3 separate regions of the Sus scrofa genome follow, and regions 1 and 2 are each linked to region 3. A link is a contact called in public Hi-C data. All regions are on one chromosome and are shown on one strand. Each heading gives the region's core, a stretch centred on a gene start, on an enhancer-like site or on the middle of the called end of the contact. The rest is flanking DNA. Distances are from core to core; before and after follow the strand shown.

Region 1 (3,529 bases), core at 559-3,058, 110 kb before region 3:
TGGTAACTGGATCCTTTGGAACTTCCGTTCTTGCGTTCACTAGCATGGTTGGGACCTGACCGGGGGTGGGGGGGGGTGGTAGTAACTGAACTTTGGTGGCTGGAACATGACCTGTGAAACGCGCTGCTAGTTCCAGCTTAACTCCTAATGGACAGAAATGTGCATCCCTCGGAATCCAACCAGAAGCCTTGTTTCCAGACTATGGGAAGAAGTCAGGTTTCAGTGGCTTCTCCTGGGGGGAAACTGCAGGGGGCCTCCTCCCCAAGAATTAGGCTTTGCCTTTCCAGGCCACATAGCTCCAGTTAGCCTCAAAATACCCTGTGAGATGTGTGTAAATAACACAAACCACATTTACAGGCAGGGCCACCCAGGCCGAAAGTACAAGTCGTTTGCCCAGACTGGGATAATTAGGAACGGCAGGGGTAGAAATTCCAGCGGCTCATTCTCCATTCCTTCACGGAGAACCCCGAGAAGTCCTCCTTCCGCTCCAGAAACATGGCCAACGAATGGACCGCGGGAGATGGGGACGAGTCAGGGCTTGCTGATTCATTTTTAAAGGTCATCTTTATTTTATGAGGTTATTGGTACCTACAGTTACGATTTTTTTCAGTAACAAGTCTCTTGATGTTTCCTCTAATGAGACTGAAAACAGATTGAAAATTGTGCATAGTGAGACTGAGAGCTGGGGGTTGGAGAGGGCTGGGTCTGACGAGGTGTTTCTCCATAGAGAACAGATTCAGCTGACAAAAGCGATGCGTCCTCAATGGAAAGCACCTCCTTCCATGTCTTGGTCTGTTCAGGCTGCTGTAACAAAATGCCGCAGACTAGGGGGCTTCTAAGCTGGAGGCACTGATTTCTCGCAGTTCCGGAGGCTGGGAGTCTGAGGTCAGGGTGTCGGCTTCTTCCCAGCCATGGACCTCTCCTCGAATCCTCCCAGGGAAAGGGGCCAGAGAGCTCCCTGGAGCCTCTTTTTCAGGGATACCATCCCACCCCCTCCCAAATCACTTCCTCAAGGCTCCGCCTCCTAATCCCATCACCTTGGGGATGAGGAGTTTAACATACGAATCTCAGGGGGAGACAAACTTTCAGAGCAGAGCCACACAAGGACCCGGGTTAGACAGTGAAGGGTACAGAGATGTGAAGGTTTGAGTGGCGTCTTCAGGAGCTTACCTTCCCAGCAGCGAGTTGTAAGCACTCTAATGATACTGCATGCAGTCGGGAGAGATTTGGCCTGACTCTGTAGCCAGAAGGAGAAGAATACAGCAAAGTATTTCTTGGGGAATCTGAACGGGGCTTTTTAGGACAGGTAGGGAATCATAGATATTGAGGAAAGATCTTTTAGAAACCAGGAACAGTGTAAAAAGGCATAGGTTGGAGTCTGGAAGAAAAATACATTTGGCCAAATGCCGCTTGAGGTTTAGGTTAAATCGTGGAACAGAGTTGGAACTAGGGCAAAAAAGTGAAAAAAAGCCATGTTTTGAGGTGTTCTGAAAAGGAGGTGGAGAACTTCAGACATTACCCCATGTAGAATCAAAGATTTGAAAATCAGAAGTTTACCTGTGGTCGGTATGTTTATGCAATGAGGCGAGATATTAGTAAAGTTATTTTAAAAAAACAAACAAAACAGATTCACACAGTCTAATCTATGTTCTAGAAAGATACCTTAACAGATTCGGCTGGAAATATTCTGCACTTATGTCAACATTCCTTCAAAATGTCATCAATGGTTTTGAAATACACCCCTGTACAAGGTTAAATGAGTTTGCACAGACTGCAAACTGAGGATGCCCAAGCAAAAATGCTGACTCAGGCATTTCAAGCGACAAGCATTAACTTCAAGTGCTGGAGGCACTACTGTTAGAGGCAGGGAAATGGCTTCCTGCCCCAGGAAACCCAGCCAAGTCCCTGAAATCACTCTCTCTCCTTTCCTCTCTTATAGGAACAGCAATGGAAAGCTTCCATGTACGGCAGCATGACTCCAAACTCCTTTACAAGCCCTCTGATTGAGAAGCCAGTTGGTAAAGTAAGACTAGCTTGTTTCTTGTTGACCGGTATGGTTTGCGTCTGCGAGCTGTTCTTTCTGTCTTGAGCTATTTGTGCGACATAGTGAAGTGGATCTCATAAAATCCAAACTGGGAACTCTTTGGTTGGCCCTTGTGGCATTTGCCCCGAGCAAAATGTTGAGCTGAGTGGTCTTAATCTGAGATGCTCTTGCCTCCCCTTCTGGCTCCACGTGCCTCTGGATGGCATCCTCCCCAGCTCCCTTCAATACCCTGCTCTCCCAGCTCTTTGACTCACCTCCCCTGCCTATCGGAACTTGTTGGAGGGGAAGAGGTGGCTTTTAGTCATTTACATTGTAGCGGACGGAAAAACAAATTCCTCTTCTCTCTTAGGCCGCAAATTGAACTGAAACCAAACAAACCAAAAAAGACTAACAGGAGAAAAGGTGTAGGACTACAAATAAGGACATCTTCCTAAAAAAGAAGAAATTGTATTTGGAGTTTATAGACCGTTTTAACCAAGAGTGATTCACTGTGGAAAGTGTTAAGAGAAAGGAAAAGGACCGGGGGCTTCTCTGGGCGGTGAATCGTAAGCTGGTCAATATAGGGGGGAAGTAGTGGAAGTTCGAGGGTTACTGAGGAAGGTTTGTCATATGCACACTCAGGTTGGCGCCTTTTCTACTGATCATCTCCGGGATTAAATGCCATCTTCTTCCTGGTACGGGAAAGAAAAACACCTTTCCAAATGTGTGCTTCCTTTACAAAGGAAAATTTTTGTTCTCCTTTTAAACAGAAAGGGAGAGGGCAGAGGGCTTTTCCCACATGTGCTGTTTCTCGGTTGCCTTTGGCTCAAGATAATCCTTATACCGAAGCGGCGTGTTTTGGGATGGCGTTTTCTGATGCGCTTAAACATCTCAGCCTGAAATCCAGCCACCATACTACCTCTTTCAAACCTACCTGTTGTTTAAACTATCTTATGGAACCCAAGACCTTCCCTCTAGAAGTGAAATTACAGGTATTTGCCTGAACTGCTATCAGTCCCTTCAGGGAGGGTAGAGCTGGACAGTTGAGAGTATGGGCTCAGAGTTCTTGTTGTGGCTCAGCATTTATGAACCTCACTAATATCCGTGAGGGTGTGGGTTTGATCCCTGGCCTTGCTCAGTGGGTTAAGGATCCGGCGTTGCCTGTGAGCTGTGGCATATGTCAAAGACATGGTTCATAACCAGTGTTGCTGTGGCTGTGGTGTAGGCTGGCGGCTGCAGCTCTGATTCGACCCCTAGCCTGGGAACTTCCATATGCCCTGGGTGTGGCCCTTAAAAAAAAAGGGGGGGGGGAGTTCCCGTCATGGCGCAGTGGTTAACGAATCCAACTAGGAACCATGAGGTTTCGGGTTCGGTCCCTGGCCTTGCTCAGTGGGTTAACGATCCGGCGGTGCCGTGAGCTGTGGTGTAGGTTGCAGACGCGGCTCGGATCCCGCGTTGCTGTGGCTCTGGTGTAGGCCGGTGGCTACAGCTCCGATTGGACCCCTA
Region 2 (3,890 bases), core at 611-3,110, 75 kb before region 3:
AAAAGACAAAAAGCAAAAAAAAAAAAAAAAAAAAAAAAAAGACAAGAAGAAATCTTTGAACACTTCAGTAGATTTTAAGAATGTAAAAGTTCCAGAGGCTAAAAAGTTTAAGAACTGCTGAGTTATGGTATATTGATAAAATGAAGTTCTTTGCAACAGTGGAAGAGAATGAAACAGATGTGTGAGTGCTTATTGGAATTCACTCCATTATATATGATTAAGAGGATGAAGTGAGGTGTGGTAGCATATGAACAGAATTCTTCCATTTGTATAAAAATGGGGGAGTAAAGATGTATAAGAATATAGTTGTATATACACACATAGACACATTATTATTTACGAATGGAGATTTCTTTTTTTTTGTTTTTTTTTTTGTTTTTTTGTCTTTTTGCTATTTCTTTGGGCCGCTCCCGCGGCATATGGAGGTTCCCAGGCTAGGGGTCCAATCGGAGCTGTAGCCACCGGCCTACGCCAGAGCCGCAGCAACGCGGGATCCGAGCCGCGTCTGCAACCTACACCACAGCTCACGGCAACGCCGGATCCTTAACCCACTGAGCAAGGGTAGGGACCGAACCCGCAACCTCATGGTTCCTAGTCGGATTCGTTAACCACTGAGCCACGACGGGAACTCCGGAGAGTTCTTGTGTATCCTAAACTGTGGTTGCGTCCTGAACAATGACCTGGCCTTCAAGTAGATGGGAAAATAACTTTCATGGTATATCCTTTTGTGTTTAAATTTTTTTTCTAAAAATGGATGCATTCAGCTGAGGAAGCTGTTTAATGATTTTAAAAAACAAAACTTATACAAAGAAGTAATAAATTATCCAACATTAGACGAAATTACTGAATGGCACAGAATTGGTAAGAGCCCTGGGCATATTAACATGGAGTTGGCCCACTCTGGTTCTTCCGTTAAAAGAAATGTCTCCTTTTGAGTTCACAATTTCAAATTTTAACTTCCACCACAGCAAATAAGTACTTTGTGTCCTGCTTCTTATCTTTCTGCAAATATTTATTTTTCATTAATGTGAAGCAATTCTACTAGCAGTGCTTATTTTTGTTAAAGTGGAATGGCAAAATTTCACGGGCAGGAAATGTCCTTTTTTCTCACTGGGTTCAGTTTATTGGAAGAGGGGAAGAAAGACAAATAGGACATGGAGGACAGAAAAGATAAAGGAAGTGAGCCAAAAATAATAAGAGAAAGAATTAAGATGAAGAAGGGGAATGGATGACAGTGGGAGGGAACCAGGCAGAGAAAGTGACCGGGAAAGAGTCAAGAAGAGCATGGAGAGAAACCAGGAGAGGAGGAGGCGGAATTAGGAATTAGAACAAGGTCAGAGAGCAAGCGCTTAGAGATAAGAGGACACGGGAATGGAAAACAGAAATCCAAACAAGGGGAGCTGAGTTGAAAACAAAAAGCAGTTGATGGAAGCGCATCAGCGTCCTCCACACTAGCTAAGTGTCGCTGACTTTGGCTCCAAGAGAAATGAGAGTGAAAATCACGAGACAGAAATTCAGTGGAAAGTGAGCAATTGAGTGGGACGTGACACTGGATGGAAGAGGATCTAGAGGATTTTGATTTAGCTGAGACTCTTTTTAAAGATGTAAATTCTGTGGAGAGAGCTTCCAGGTGCTAATGGTGGGTCCCCTGGGCTTTCTGTGTTCCATCTGGAAGGCCGAAAGCCTAGGGAAGCCGAAGTGGGCTGTGACGGGAGGGCCAAAGGCAGAGACTGGAAAGAGACGTCCGTGACCCCTTATCCTGGGAGGAGGAGGGAGGGAACCCTCTCCGCTGGTCCTGCAGCTGGAGCCTGTCTCTGCCTCTGCCTCTGAGGATCAGCCCAGTCACGCTGACCAGACTGTTCTGACTAACAGCCTTCCACCCACCAGCCTTGGGCTGCAGCCAAGGGCTGTGCAGGGCGGGGACGAAGCCAAGCAACCTTTAGACTAGATTATTAGGGAAATGGAAATTTTGAGAGAAATGGGGAAAGAGGGGATTAATATGAGCAAAAGCGAAACTTTCGCAGTAGAAACTCTTGAGCACGTGAACTGGAGAATGAAAGTAGGAAGAGGAGCATGTGATCAAACAGACAAGTGTCGCCCAAGCCCTTTACACCCGACTAGATGCTTACTTAAGGGTGTGCTTGTTCTTCCTTTTAAGGAATATCCTCTCTTCTGCGACGATAGAGAACTGGGGGCTTCTGGGTCAGCACTGTGTCAGTGTTGTTATCATCTCCCACATCCTAGATCCACCGACTTCATCTTTTAAAGGCTGAGGTCTTGCAACCAGAGTGAGTCTAACTACCATCTGCTCTTTGCAAGCAGCTAGTTGGGTCAAGGCACCAAAGATCTAGCCACACAAGAATAATCCACTGAGTTGCTGGTCTTAAGACCACAGTGGACTGGGATGCACATCCATTGAAAGCAAGGATGGGACAATTTAGTCATATTCTTGTCTTTACCTGCAGTTACCTTTTGTCTGTACGGTATTTTGTCTACAGAAGAACTGTCAACGTAATTATCTTAATACTCGGCTAACACTGACCCAGAAGAAAGTGTTCTCAAGTGATGAGAAAAGTGAGCAAAAGGTTAAATGATTACGATAAAAATAAATTATCCTGAAGCATCTGGGGATGAGTCATTCAATGTAGTCGACAGTTTATCTCTTGAAGCACAAGGATATTTTTTACCGTAATTGTTTTATGTGGAAGTCATATTAAATAATGCAGTTCATTCTCTTTATTGAAGAGTGTATTCTGATGATATCTTTGCTTCCCTCTATTGCTCAGTGCTAATGATGGTTAAAATTATTTTCTCCTACAATTATGCAGTGATGACTGGGTCCCTCAGGAGGACGTTAACATGTTTGCCTCTCTGCTCAATCTCTGGGTCAACTGGACATTTAAAGGTTTTTCTCTTGAATTTTCTTCTTATGGCTTTCTGTTGCTCGCTTTGTTGCCAGCTGTCAGAAGCTGTTCCACCTGCTTCCCTCTTGAGACCGGTCTCTAATCCACTGAGGGCTTGCAAGTCAAATCGCTGTGTGTGTGTGTGTGTGTGTGTGTGTGTCTGTGTGTCTGTGTGTGTGTGTGTACAGAAGTTATCGATAAGACACCAGGAGATAGCTGCGAATCGGGACGGGAGCAGAACACCTGAACTTGTGTGTGCGGGATTCGTCGCTCTGTCAGTTTTAGTGTGTGACCTCTGTGATACCCTTTAGCTGCTCATGGTTGCTTTTGTTTTATTTTATAGTCTCCTGCTGTTAACAGAGACCGCCAGGTGAGCTCAGGACTAACAAAGTCCTCTGAATATAAATGGAGGGCGTCTCAGCCAATTGTTAGAACTCTCAGGAACACAAACCTGACAGTGAAAATAGTATTTGTGGAAGAGGACGGCAGATTGTACTTCTCCCCACCGCCAAACAAGACATGTTTATTACTCTCAAAACTCAATTACACAATTTCAAAAATTAAAAAAAGGGAAAAACAAGTATCTCAAAAATACTCTCAAAGGCATCCACTGTTAAAATCTTTCGGAAAGCACCGTTTAAATAACTGCTGGTTTTCTTTTACATAGGAATAATATGACAGAGGAGTCACATAATTCTAGTCATTTTGTGCATACAATTTGTAGCCTATCTAGTATATCACAAGTATTTTTGCCTTACTGCACACTCTCTATGAAGAGTTCGATTACTGCGTAATATGTTGAATGGATGTGCTTTAATGTGCGTATTTAGTTGTCCTGGTGTACTTATATTTTTCCACTTATTTATTTTGGCATTTTGAAAATAATTGTCCCTTTATCAGATGATTGTAATAACCTTCCTTACTATTTAATTTTGTATGTTTTAGCCACAATACTCAAAATATTAAATTCATTTTTTAGCAAAACAC
Region 3 (3,629 bases), core at 67-2,566:
AGGCTCTCCTTTTACAAACGGCAGAGAAGCTCAGGTAGATGGGAGTGGATGACTGAGTCAGGGGAGACCCGTTTGCAGAAGAGAAGGAGGGAGTATAATCAGAGAAAAAGAAGTGAGAGGGGGTGTGCCTGTGCAGAAAGGGAGGGGCGGAATCAGAATAGGCGCGGTGAACCTCGAGGTGGCTGCTACCATCCCAGAAAGGAGGCGGGAGGGAGGGAAGATGGAGCGGGACAAAAAGGGGGCCTCTATCACAGCCATCCTAATGGAAGGCCTTCCTATAGGACAGGTGTGAATAGTGTTGTTTTACACATGGGAAAACTGAAACGCAGAAAAGCGGCTTTACTTATCCAAGGTCACGTAGCGGGCAACTGTCTCCTGATGTTTAGTTTGTATTCTTTCCCTGCATCTCTTCCTTCCCTTGTTTGCTTCCATCGTTTCTTTTCTCCAGCCTTTTTTTTTTTTTTTTTTTTTTTTTTTTTTTTTTTTTTGTATTCGTACAAGGTGAAGTACTGGAGTTTCTATCTTTTTTCTAAAACAGTTATCAAGTATCCAATTCTAGAGTATATGGTTACCATGACAGCGCAGCCTTTAGGGAGGCCGGACCTCCCGCTTTGCCTCCAGAATCGTATTTCACAGCACAGGTTCCCTCTTCTTCTTCCTTTTTTTTTTTTTTTTGGTGGAACTTTTAACAGCCGCAGTTTGACATTTTGTTTAGGTGACCGTTCGCTTAACGCTTGTCCTCCTCTAGACTGCACGCTTCCTAATGGCAGGATCCAGCCTCCTTTTGCCCGGAGTGTGCCCCCAGCGTTTGTCACAATGCCTAGCACGCAGGCTTTCTGTAAACATTTGCTGGGCCAGTGTTCTTGTGGTTTCTCTCAGCTCTCCTCTGAAAATTCCACGGACAGTAACCTCTAGCTCATAATTATGTTAATAGATACTGTATAACAAGTCGGGCCGGTATGTACAGGTAGCACACAGGTAAATGAACACACACGGGTACACACATGACTGCACAAACAGCCTCCAGCACATGCGCTCAGGAGGAGACGCACGCGGGCTCAGCGAGCCGAACCCGCGCTGGTAAACACCGCTGCGCCCGGCTCCGCGGGCCTCCGCAGCGTAGGAGGGCACCCGGGCAACCGCGCCTCCAGAGTCGGGGCCCCCGGGACCCGTGGGCTGGTGCCCGGCGCCGGGGGCGGTGGCGGAGTGGGCGGTGAGCTGCGCCGTGATTGGCCGTGCGGCCGCTCGGGCGGGGCCGGCGGCGGGGGCGGGCGCTCGGGCGGAGGGGTGTGCGCGGCGGCGGCGGCCGGAGTTTCAGTATAAACAAGGCATCCGACTGGTTGGGCGGATTTTTCTTTTCCTTCTTCCCGCGCGCTTTCGCTCCCAGTCCTTTGGTTGCGTTGTGGGCGCGCGGCACACAGCCGGGAGGCCGAGGACCCGGGGCCGTCTGCAGGTGGGTTGTTCTCTGGTCAACAATTCTCCCGGGAGAAACGGGAGCCCGGCGGCGGGAACGCGCGACCCCGCCGCGCGCTGCGCTCTCCCAGGCGTCCCCGGAGCTGCGCGCGGAGCCGCCCGGCTCTCTCCCTGCGCCCCGGCTGCCGGTGCGCCGGGAGGCGGCGGGAGAGCCCGGGCCAGTGGGCGCTGCCGGCTCAAAGCGCCTGCTAAAGCCGGAGACCGGGAGAGTCCCCTTGCCTGGCCGCCGAGGATGTCTGGGGCCGCCCCGGCAGCGGCCTGGGTGCCAACAGGTGCGGGACCCAGCCGTTGGGTCGCGGGCGGGGACAGGCTTGGGATGTGCCTCGCTTCTCGCCCTGATCCCGAAGCCAAGCCTCTGTTTCGAGATCTTGCCACGATTTTCGAGGATTTGTCTGAGTTGTAGTTGCGTTCATCCTTTTTTCATCCTGTCTCCCCTTCCTTGTGCACTGCGAGGCTGTTTCCTTCTGCTGCTTGGCCAGTTTTCGTGTGCGGGTGGGTGGGTGGAGGGAACTGTTTATTTTTGGTGTCGGAGCCTTAGGATCTTAAGGTCTGCTTCTTTGGGCGGAGACAGGGGAACAGAAGTCATTTACTTGCCCCTGACGAGGTGATATTCCTTCAGCGGACAAACTTGGGGCACAACGTGTCGCCTTTCTCTTGCCTGAGCTCAGGTTTGTCGCCTCGGATCACCTGGTCGGGCTTTAATAAAGTGAACAGGAGCTACCTGGGAGCCTCGCGGGCTGCCCGCAGGAGAGAGGCTCCTCCTTCTGGGGAAACGGTGGCAAGAACTTCAGGGCTGTGCGAGAGAAATGGGAGGGACAGGAGGCCTGTACGTGCGTCTGTCTGTCTGCGTACGGCTGTTGTGCGCATTCCTACTTCACCCCAACCCGGTCCGCGCAGTTCAGGCGAGAGCACCGCAGCTAATGAGCCCTCTGACAGCGCCGAGGGTGGCACAAGCGTCGTAAACAGCAGGAGGGTCTCTGGGCAGCGACCCTGTCTAAGGACTGTGGACGCGTCTGTCTGCGCGGATGAATCCGGTGGGTATGGTGTGTGCAGATGCATATGCACACGAGTGTGTCTATGTGTGTTTGGGCGAACGCGTCTCCAAGGAGTCCTTCGTCAGCAGCGCCATGTGACGCCGGTCAGGCACTGCTTGTGTGCGTAGATCTATATTTAGCCCCGGATGATCTTTCTCGGCCGTGGGAGGTCTCTGAACCGAGTGCAGAAAGAGGAAGAGTTCAGGGACCAGGGTTTTGCGCTCCTGAATAATGTCTGGAACAGTCAGACTCAGATGGGGTGAATAATTCTTCTTTCCTCTCAAAGCAGGAGCGGGAGCTGGGCATGTGATGGCTGGACCTTAATTTGAAACATAGGCGGTGGTGAGAAACCTGTGCCTGTGCGAAGAACCAGGGAGGTGGCAGTTAACCGGAGTGGGCGCCTGATTGGAGATTTGGGTAGAAAACACCTAGTCAGGGAGGTTCAGAGCAAATCTTAAAGTGGCGTCTAAAAGGAAATAAAAATAGAAATGCTTGGCTGTTGAGATTTTCCTAACAGATCAAGAGCGTGGCAGCGTGGCAGGTCCCCTCGTTAATGGTTATTTTGTTTCCGGCGTGGCAGTGGCTGACCCAAGGAGGACCTTGGGCACTTTTGACAGAAGTTGGGCTTCACCCGTCCTAAGCCTCTGTTCCGCCTTTCAAGCAGATTTTCTGACCAAGTGGAGACCATCAGCTGCAGATCAGCAAGTTGGTCCCGCCTTTGTTTTCCTGGAGATGGCAGCATTTCTGGCTCCTGAGCCTCCTACTCACTTTCCAGTGATCTAATGAAGTGTTGGGTTCTTAGAATTTATTTCTCCCCTGGTGCATTTTCAGTCTTGCTGCATTTTATATGCTCCGCTAGACAATTAATCTGATAACCTGGGATCATACTGTCTTTTGGAATAGAAAATCACTCTAAAGCATTTATATTTATTGTCTTTTTAAAGTGGAGTTTATCCTGAGGTATGTGTTAAATATCATTATTATCGTAATAATACACATCTTATATTATCACTAACACTGCATTCTTGCACTCTAAAATTGACTATTGGCTAAGAAACTACAATAGACCAAAAAATAAATCGATTGAATACACCTATCTAGAAAAAAAGAAGGTAAGAAAAT

Evidence for each region. Hi-C and Micro-C count contacts between places; a contact is called where the count stands out from the background.
Region 1: a contact with region 3 is called in a Hi-C map of liver, with 5 times the contacts expected there. The contact joins the enhancer-like site here to the promoter of RASGEF1B in region 3. A contact is called at or near these places in 6 of 47 Hi-C or Micro-C datasets (embryonic fibroblasts, liver and retroperitoneal adipose tissue) and 1 of 2 datasets of contacts at active chromatin or transcription factors (alveolar macrophages).
Region 2: a contact with region 3 is called in a Hi-C map of liver, with 12 times the contacts expected there. The contact joins the enhancer-like site here to the promoter of RASGEF1B in region 3. A contact is called at or near these places in 1 of 5 promoter capture datasets (liver), 13 of 47 Hi-C or Micro-C datasets (alveolar macrophages, epiblast stem cells, fetal liver and 7 more) and 2 of 2 datasets of contacts at active chromatin or transcription factors (alveolar macrophages and skeletal muscle).

Annotation. Positions count from the first base shown.
Region 1 is chr8:136,440,038-136,443,566 of Sscrofa11.1, forward strand. It overlaps a transcript of RASGEF1B not described here. Among named protein-coding and RNA genes, the nearest start is that of RASGEF1B, 110 kb to the right of the region's middle. Within about 2 kb of position 1,809, at least 3 of the 83 cell types and tissues checked have an H3K27ac peak or open chromatin away from gene starts, as enhancers often do. A contact at or near this core is called in liver and retroperitoneal adipose tissue, where this site is marked.
Region 2 is chr8:136,479,416-136,483,305 of Sscrofa11.1, forward strand. It overlaps a transcript of RASGEF1B not described here. Among named protein-coding and RNA genes, the nearest start is that of RASGEF1B, 75 kb to the right of the region's middle. Within about 2 kb of position 1,861, at least 49 of the 83 cell types and tissues checked have an H3K27ac peak or open chromatin away from gene starts, as enhancers often do. A contact at or near this core is called in alveolar macrophages, fetal liver, liver and 4 more, where this site is marked.
Region 3 is chr8:136,554,899-136,558,527 of Sscrofa11.1, forward strand. It overlaps RASGEF1B (RasGEF domain family member 1B), which reads left to right and starts at 1,317. Exons shown (of 14, transcript NM_001195367.1): 1 at 1,317-1,453.